2 separate regions of the Ovis aries genome follow, and region 1 is linked to region 2. A link is a contact called in public Hi-C data. All regions are on one chromosome and are shown on one strand. Each heading gives the region's core, a stretch centred on a gene start, on an enhancer-like site or on the middle of the called end of the contact. The rest is flanking DNA. Distances are from core to core; before and after follow the strand shown.

The links. A called contact is a pair of places that touch in the nucleus more often than the background predicts.
Region 1: a Hi-C map of hypothalamus shows a contact between it and region 2, with 4 times the contacts expected there. The contact joins the promoter of INSYN2B here to the promoter of LOC114118715 in region 2. A contact is called at or near these places in 2 of 16 Hi-C or Micro-C datasets (hypothalamus and skin fibroblasts).

The regions. Positions count from the first base shown.
Region 1 is chr16:2,071,214-2,075,576 of ARS-UI_Ramb_v3.0, reverse strand. INSYN2B (inhibitory synaptic factor family member 2B) reads left to right here and starts at 2,895. Exons shown (of 4, transcript XM_042233649.2): 1 at 2,895-3,073. DOCK2 (dedicator of cytokinesis 2) reads right to left here. Exons shown (of 52, transcript XM_042233648.1): 28 at 942-1,040.
Region 2 is chr16:1,781,742-1,786,641 of ARS-UI_Ramb_v3.0, reverse strand. LOC114118715 (heterogeneous nuclear ribonucleoprotein A1-like) reads left to right here and starts at 3,242. Exons shown (of 5, transcript XM_042233650.2): 1 at 3,242-4,413. DOCK2 (dedicator of cytokinesis 2) reads right to left here. Exons shown (of 52, transcript XM_042233648.1): 12 at 4,850-4,900; 13 at 4,131-4,256; 14 at 2,800-2,924.

The DNA.
Region 1 (4,363 bases), core at 1,646-4,145, 290 kb before region 2:
ATTTAGATTTCCTTTTGTTTGTTTCTTTTTTTTTTGGTATAACCAGAAAGAGGTTCCCTTTCTTGCCAATCTTACTCCAGCGAGGAGTCCTCAAAGCTAAACGGCTGAAGGGACAGGACATTAGTTTCCTACTGGTTCTCCACTCTGGAGCTTGGCACAATCCTGGTTCCCTTTGTCCTTCAAGGAGAGGGAAAAATGAGCCCCTGGCAGCAGAACCCCTGAAGCTGGCGGTAATAAGAAGACAGTGACAAAGGTTCCATACTGAGGGTAAAGTGTCTGCTGCACTCGGGGGCAGCTTGGGCTGGGCTTTCTTTTGATGAATCATCTGCTGCAGAGGTACAGCCCCCCAGCCATCCGCCACAGCAGACGGTCCTATAGCAGACGAATCCTGAGAGGCCAGAGGAGGAAACGGCTCAGAGACCAGTCTTCTCTACGCGTGTGTTATTATAATACAATGATGGCTGCCTTCTACTGGACTCCTACAGTGTGAGAGCTACTGTGCTCTCATTTAATCCCTTCACAATACCGTGACATAAATGGTATGATCCCCACTTCACAGACGGGTAAACTGAGGCTTAAGAAAGGTTAAGTAGCCCACAGTCTCAGTGACAAATCCTGGATTCAAACCCAAGACCATGTGACTCCAATACTCATGCTCTTAAGCCTCAAAATGTCTATGATTCATCAACAAATATGGTTTCAAGTCCCATGTAGACTAGACACTCAGGGCTCACATCTGACATGGGCTGAAGATGTATTTCAGGAGTGATATATACAAACCTAAATGGGAGTGAGAAACAGGGAAGCGCACGAACATTTCTGCAAACTTAGACCCACACACACGTAAGGTTCATGGGAAGATCTTCTTGCTCTAAACTCTCAAGAATCTAAAGAGTACAGCGTGTCTCCCAACACTGCCCCAAAGCATTCTGTACACTCACCACAAGTTCCGAGCTGGTCTGGAAGGTCTCAATATAGAAGGAATAGTGCTGGTCGCCCATCTGGTTTAAGATGGCTGTCATACATGCGACAAAGTGACTCTGCAAGAAATAAAAGTGCCATGAGACAGTGGAGAGGTGGACCATGAGGTTCACTTTCTCCGTCTACTTGACTTCAGACTGGAAAACATCTTTCCATCACAGGCTGCCAGTGTAACCCCTCTCCAACCCACCCCCTCTAGGGGTGGAGAATTTCTTCTCAGCAGATGGGCATGTGAAACTTCTCTAAGAGTAAATGTCTCCTTATGGCTTACTCATCAGCTCACTCATCCACAAAAGTGTTTCTCAAACACCTATTATGTGCCTAGGACTATAATAGGAGCTCCTATTATATAGACAATAAGGACCCGACTCGTTGCCTCTGCAGTTGCTTTACATTGGGAAAAGAGCACTGTATTGATGTCAGGAGATCCAGCTTGTATCAACATTCTGAAGACAACTGATTTTCTGGTAAATAATTTTACATGTCTAATCTCCAATTGTTCCGCCTGTAAAGCGGGACAATAATCCACCCATGTCTAACCCCAGAGATGCATCGTAGGATCAGTGGCCTCTACGGTGCCTTGAGCACACTGAAGTTCCCTGCAGGAGCATCGGTGGTTGGACCATGAATCAGCCAGTGAGTGAGAAGCCAGCAGCTGTCAGGGCTAACGTCTGCCAGCAGAATTGAGGGTATCTCCTCTGGGAACCTGGTAAGGCAAGCAGTGACCATTCACCCTCCAGCTGGGGAAAGGCACTCCAGAGTGTCTCCTGCAAGAGTCCCCTAGGCTGCCAACTTAATCAAAGGAAGTTCCCTGCCCAGGGCAAGCCTGTGGTGGATGGGAAGCTTGGGGTGATGCAAGTGTCTCCAGGGATCCCCACTGCTAAAGGGTGTCAGATATAACACACCATAGCTGTGGGTCTGGAAGTGTTGTGTTTGAACCAAGTATTATATCTGTATCACAAACTACTATCTTTGTCAAAAAAAAAAAAAAAACTGCTAAAACCAAAAAATGAAAAAACTTCTCCCTTTGTTATAAAATTATAATGTGAAAAAACTCCCAATTCCAGGTTTACAGTTCAGTGACAGTGATAGAAGGAACAGCCTCGATGTCCCCAGGAAGCTCCTTCTGCACTCCTCCACCAAGTCTTTAGGGCAACTGAATGTTCTTCCAGTTCATGTTCCCAAGAGTAACTCCCAAAGATATGGATTCTCAATTGCTTCTAGGTTCTTCCCAATTAGGACCTCAGGGATAGCATACTTTCCCAGTCAGCAGGACTAGCTGTGTAATTTGTGGGGCTCAGAACAAAATGAAAATGGAAAACTACTTGTAAAAATTCCTCAGAATTTACAGACAGCCACAGGGCCCTTCTGAGCACTGGACCAGGTCACACACCAGGGAAGGCAGCGCTCCTACGGGTGACCACCACGCACACGCACCACAAGTCTTCAGAAAACACGCAGAGCTGGCAGGAGTGCAAGGAGCAACAGCGGCGACACTGCTGGGCACTGGGACCCGGAGCCTTCTCCCTGGGGGTCAACTGCCCTGGCCACCCTGGAGTCCAATCCTTCCGCCTGCTGAGGCCCCCAGCGGGGGACTGGTGAGTCTGCGAAATTATCCATCCCTTTCAAACCAGACAGAAAGCCACCATCACTGCTAACTTCACCAAGTCCCACGGAAACCAAGAAACAAGTTTATTATTGTTTATCTTTCCAGCAAGGCTGGATGCAAGAGGGGACGAATCTTCCGAGTTAGAGGTGTGTGTGTGGGGGGGTGGGGGGGGGGGGGGTGGGCACAGACGTGTGTATCTCCTCTACTCCCTCCATCTCTTCTGTGAGGAGCTTCCTCCAAGAATTCAGCCAGTGGCCACTAGAGGTCTTTCCTTTTCACATGGTAGCTGCCGTGCAGTTTTTTCGGCTTTTTATTTATTCCTACGTGAGCAGACCCACTACACTTCTTGCATATAAACAGTGAAAATTACAACATAAAGGACTTATTATTTCTTCTTTGGAGTAATTCTGCCGCTGGCCAAAGCCTGGCTCGTTTTGCAAAGAAAGGAAGGGCATTCTCTGCAGGTAATTCCACTGCTTCAAGGTAAGAGATCTGGGTAGGTTTTATTTTTTGTGATCCATCATCCTTTCAGAGCAAATGCTATCATTTCTTGGATAATAGTTTACTTTTAAAGCTTGGGCTTAAATGAGCCCTGGGATTGTGAGCTTGTGTGTGTGTGTGTGTGTGTGTGTGTGTCTCAGAAAATCCACCATGGTCGGAACTGCAGGCTGCCCCAAATGTACAGATACAGATCCGGAATGCTTGTTATTTCCAAAGGCTTGTTTGAATTTGAAGGGGGTGGCGGAAGCAAGCAACAAACCTCAGAGGTCAAGTTGCCTGGAAATTATCTTGAAAAGGCTACTTGTCTTAAGCCTTCCTTAGAGAAACTTCCATGCTTCGTTTTAAATGAAAATAAAAGGGGAAGGGGATTCCCGTGCCCGTCTCATTTGGAGAGAGTGACTATTTTATGAAAGAAACCACTATCTTTTTATAAGGATTTGTTCAGTTCATTGATCAATCAAAATTACTTTTACCAGCTTGTTCATCTCTTGATTCTAACTACCTCGTAGAAAAACCTGGCTGAGTGCCTTCCAGCAGGATCTGTAGTGTGCTGTGACTGAAGTTTGGACAAGTTACCTGCATTTGGCTGTTAATGAGAAATGACAGTGCTTTACTTCCAGCTGGAAGCTTTCTTTTTTCCTGCTATGGTGTCTAGCCCACTTTAGTATCAAGTCTGTCCGAAATCACACCCATGTGACTGACTGATTTGTGAACCGGCAAGAGACACCAGCAGCAGGTTCAAATTCAGTAAAGGCTCCTCTTTGTCATTTAAATTAAGAGCCCAAAACCTCTGTTCATCACACAATGAGAGAATGACAGAATCATGCTGTGTCTCTCTCACGGGTATCCCCTTTTCAGCAGAGCCCTCAGCTCAGCAAGCCACTTCTTGCTCCCGGTCCTCTTCCCCTTTCACAAGTTTGAGACCTTCCGTATCCACCATGTCTGAAGGTTTAGAAAGAGCTGTAGGGGTTGGGCGTGGGGGAGAAGATCAGACTGCATTTGCTGTAGCAACTCAGACCTTCCTGATGTTGGCACTGCTCAAACTTTACAGCATTGGAGCCCAGACTCCCAGCCCTGCCAGCAACATGGCAAAGCCTGAAGGCAGCCTGGGGGACAGAGGGGCAGGTGGACCCCCTGCTGTTCAGGCTGCCTAGAAGGTCCTTCTTGCCATCCTTGGTGGAAATTTTGTGGTCAACAGATATTTACTACCAAGGTGTGAGGCAGCCACTCACCCATACCCGAGCAGCATTCCAGCTGCCCAGATAGGAAATT
Region 2 (4,900 bases), core at 1,993-4,492:
GGGCCTGGTGGGCTAGAGTCCATGGGGTTGCAAAGAGCTGGACATGACTGGTGACTAAACAACAACAAGCTTCCTTACAGATAACCGTTTTGTATAAACTGCAATCCCACGAGGAAGAGATTATTATTCCTCTTTTGGTGATGGTTTAGTTGCTAAGTTGTGCCTGACTCTAGTGACCTCCTGGACTGCAGTCCGCCAGGCTCCTCTGGTCCACGGGATTCTCCAGGCAAGAATACTGGCCATTGCCTTGCCATTTCCTTCTCCAGGAGATCTTGCCAACCCAGGGATCGAACCTGGGTCTCCTGTGCTACAGGTGGTCTCCTGCATTGCAGGCAGATTCTTCACTGACTGTGCCACCAGGGAAGCCTTTTTTCCTCTTTCACAGATACATAAACTTGCCCAAGATCACAGAGCTAATTGGAGGCAATGCTGGGATTTGAATACTGACAGGTTGATCCCAGAGCCCACCTTGTTAACGTCTCTGCCACAGGCCCTCCTGAGCATGGTCGATGAGACCTCAACATGAGCCAAGGACACGTCTAACATACTCTATCCACTGACCTTGCTCCTCCGAGGATCAAGAAGAGAAATTGATGGCCCTAAAGGGGGCTGTTCCCACAGGAACCCACCAGTGCCAAACAGGAATGTTTGAGTGTGCTGTCTGACACTTAATTAGGCAGTAATATTGTATTTTATTTCGGCAGGTAAAGAAAGAAAGGCCTCCCACAGGCTTCCTTAGCAATTTTCAATAGTCAGTCAACTGAACTCCCCCGTAACTTACCTCATAGATGAAACTATAAATTATCACTGTGCCTGCAGTTACCTCTCCATTTCAGTCTCCAAAATATCTGCTTATATATTCATCTTTGATAAGTGCATCTATTCAGCCTGGTTGGATATGACTCAAAAGGATACCATAGGTGGAAGTATTGATAAAAATGTTTTAGAAACAAGATAAGGGGCCTGCTTTTCCATTACTATTCCTTCTAATTTGTCCTCCAGCAACATTGAAGGCAAGTGGATCAGTGTTTTAAAAAAATGAAGCTGAGGTTAGAGTTCTCCAACAGGTAGCTGGATAAAATTTACTTCAAAGCATGGTCTATATATTTGTGAAATGCAAATTCCCTTTCAGATAAAAACCCTCTGCTCTTCCTTTGTGTTTCTTTGAGCAAAGTGTTTCTTATTTATTTTTCAGAAAAGTTTCACAATCCAACCAAAAGAGGATGACTTAAATGCTTGGATTTTGCTCAACTATTAATTAATGGAGCCAATCTTTCCCAACAAAAAGGCAATTGTAAGGATATGTTTAAATTTAAAAAATAATTATGAATCTTCCTAGAATTTGACAGAAGTGGTTATTAGCCTAATTTTTAAACTGATAAATAAATTGGAGACTATTCTTTTAATCTATAGGCCTTATTTGTTGTTTGCTGTGAGTCACTCAGTCATGTCTGACTCTTTGAGACTCCATGGACTGTAGCCCACCAGACTCCTCTGGGATTCTCCAGGCAAGATTATTGGAGTGGGTTGCCATTTTCTCCTCCAGGGGATCTTTCCAACCCAGGGATTGAACTTGCGTCTCCTGAATTGGCAGAATTCTTTACCACTGAGCCACCAGGGAAACCCGTTTAATAAGAGGGCCTAGAATGTTAAACCAAACCCCATCTCTGCCATATGCTAACTCTATGACCCTGGGAAAGTTATTTCACTTGACAAGGGTTTAGTTTCCCCCGCTGTAAAAATGGGGGAAATAATAGCAATGCATCATGCTTGTCACATGCCATTGTTGTTGTTGTTGTTTACTGGCTACGTTGTACGTGATTCTTTGTGACCCCATGGACTGTAGACCACCAGGCTGCTCTGTCCATGGGATTTCCTAGGCAAGAATACTGGAGTGGGTTGCCATTTCCTTCTCCAGGGGATACTTATCACAATCTCTGGCATAGAGCAGTGCCTCGATGAATGCCAGCTATTCGTAGGTGGAGGGTAGAAAACTCTGCCTGAGCTCTAGGGCCCCAAGCTACAGCAGAACACCCATCTGCGCTCACACCCCCATCTCCTGTGCTATCTGATCACCTACAGCGGCCTAAGAGGAACATCTGCCCATGCTGAAACTTCCGCTGAGAGCCGATTTTATTTTCTGCTAAGTACTCTAAAAGGAGCAATTGAAAAGCAAAACCATCCCACACACTGGACACAGCTGCTGACAACCTTAAAGGAAATATAAGTAAATAAATGTAAACACACATGACAAATATTGTACAGGACATATGCTGTATAAATATTTATAGCAATATGCTTTGCATTCCTGAATACACTCTGCCCGCCCTCTGGAGACCAATTTACGGGTAAGGCTTTCCACCAGAATGTCTGGCTGAGCACTGGGGAGTTAGATTAAGTGTCGGCAATGTCCGTTTTGAGGACATTCTGTGTCTTCACACCAGCCCAAGGCTCTGTACTGTTCCTTTTTCCTGCCATGTATTTTCCCTGAATAAACTAGCTCAGGTTGCAATAAAAACAACATTTTTAACTGCAAAAAGCCAACATACAAACTAAGGCCAAGCAAGAAAGGAATAAGAGGTCATGAAAGGAAAGGGACAGACACTGAAAAGCCAACTGCTTTGCTGTAAAGAAACAGCAACACACCAGGGCTTATTATGGGCTACCGGGCCAGCCAGACTCTAAAGGTGTGTATCACATTACTCAGCACCGCCCCCCGAAGGCACCTGGCACTTAGAGAGCAGGATCAAGAATGAAAAGGAGGGCCCTGTCACCCAGGGCAACAGCAGGGTCCCTTACAGGCAGCGTCTTGCCGTCCTCCGCACACACACACATGATCACTTCCACATTCCTCTGTGTGGTCTTGCTGTACTTGTCAAAGTCGCCTTGTAAGAGGGTGATGTAGATGTCATTCCTGACGTCCCCTGGGGCAGAGGGAGGGAGACAAGAGTTGGAGTCTGTGCAGCGGGAGAGACGTCAACCAGAGGGCGCAGGGAGTGGGGGATTGGTGGCAGTGCCCCACCCGGACGTCTGTTAATGATACTAAAATCAGAACTACTTGGGAAAGCATTTTCACTTCATCAGGGAGACAGGAGCAGAAGGTGACAAGAGGATGGAGGAACAGTAGGAAACTAGTTGCAAAAGGGGAGGTGGTCACAATTGGGCATGTTTTTCTCTCCATTAAAAATCACTTAAGTTTCATCCTCTAGTGACACCTTCTGGGAAGGCAAAGTAAAGCTTCAGTTGGATTGATCTTGGTGCATGAGTAACAACCACTGACAGTTCTCTCCATGGATCTTTTACTGTGCAGAAGGAGACAGAACGTGTCCAAGTAACACGGACAGGGCCAGGGACAAGGTAGGGAGGGTCTTCAGGAGTTGAGGGGGTGGTGATAGCTGAAAACCCTGCAGGGAGCGCACAGGAGCTGATGCCTTAGTAAAGGCAGGCGTACGTAACCTGTGACTGCAGTGGAGCACGACTCAGCTGCTGAAAGAAGGGCTTAGTCAGAGAGACTGGTCACGGGCACAAGCACTGGGCTCAAGTTTAAGGCAACAGGCAAGTTTCAAAAGAGTATTAGTATAGAATCTCATTCACTTTTTTTTTTTTTTTTTACATACACATTTGGAAACTATATATCGTTGTGGTTACTTTTGGAGACAAAGATTTAAGAGAGCTTTCACTGTTTCCTTGCATCCCTTTTTCATGTCATTGGACACTTTACAACAAGCGTGGACTATTTCTGTAATAAAAAATCGCTTAACAATTTAAGAGAATGACCGTACTCACCCCCAGAAAGAGCGAAACTATCCCACATGAAGTGAAGTGGATGTCCATGGTAAACTATTACGTGATAAGTCAGTCGCAGAACACTGCGCAGAGAATAGCAAGTAATGGGACAGAAAGTGTATAAAGCGCGATTCCATTTGTGAGGGGAAGTGCACGTGTATATACTCGTGTGTTTATGTTTGTTTTGTAAATGCATGTAGTTCTGGATATACAGCTCTTTTCAGCAGTTGCCGTCAGGGGAAGAAATAGAGAAAAGCAGTAGAAAAGAAAGGAGCTGGCTGTTGAAAAAGAAAACGGATCAGAGCAGCTAGGCCACCGCCAACCCCTCCCGGGGGAAGGAGAACCTGGCATGATGATCTCCGGGAACCCCAGCTTCCTGGCCACCACGGTCGTCCTGTCCACGAGGTGTGGGTAGTCCTTGCGGATCTGAATGATGTCACCCACGAGCATCTTCATGGTCACCCAGAGGCCTGGAAGGGAGCACTCAAAATGAAGAGCCAACTCCTAGGGGCCCCCCCAGCCTCTCCCTCCCATGGTCTCGCCCCTCGTTCTCTCTCCAGAGAAGACTGTGAAAGCAGAGACAAGTAGCCACAGACGCAGTGGCCCAGCCCTGGGGGAGGCCAGAAGGTGGGATGCCAAGAGCTCTGGAGTGAGGCACCTCTGGTTTGAGTCCCACCCGTTACTTCTAGCAGGAGCAGCTTCCGTCACTTCATCACACCCCTCTAATCCCAACCTGCGTAAAGTAGGCTTGACCCCATCTGTCTTACAGGACGGTGGGAAGGAGGGAAGCAAACAAGGAGACATTTCACAGTGCCTGACACACAGGAAAGAGTCAGGATACACCAGTTCCTCTCTCCCTTCCAGCACAAGGACATGCCTCCCTTCTATTTCTCAGGTAGAGACTTCCGTCTCTGTAGATCACGAGACCCCACTCTTCATAATGGCCTGTCTGGAAGGATGGTTATGTCTCCCAGAGTCTAGGGGTTTGAGCTGGTTGCTATAGAACCAAGGGAGAGCCCAAGCTGAAGTCAGGTCCAGCCTGCTTGGCCAGCAGGCACTGTACCTTGCCCTCCGCTGTCCCCCTTGGAGGCTGTGACTTTGCCCAGCAGGCTGT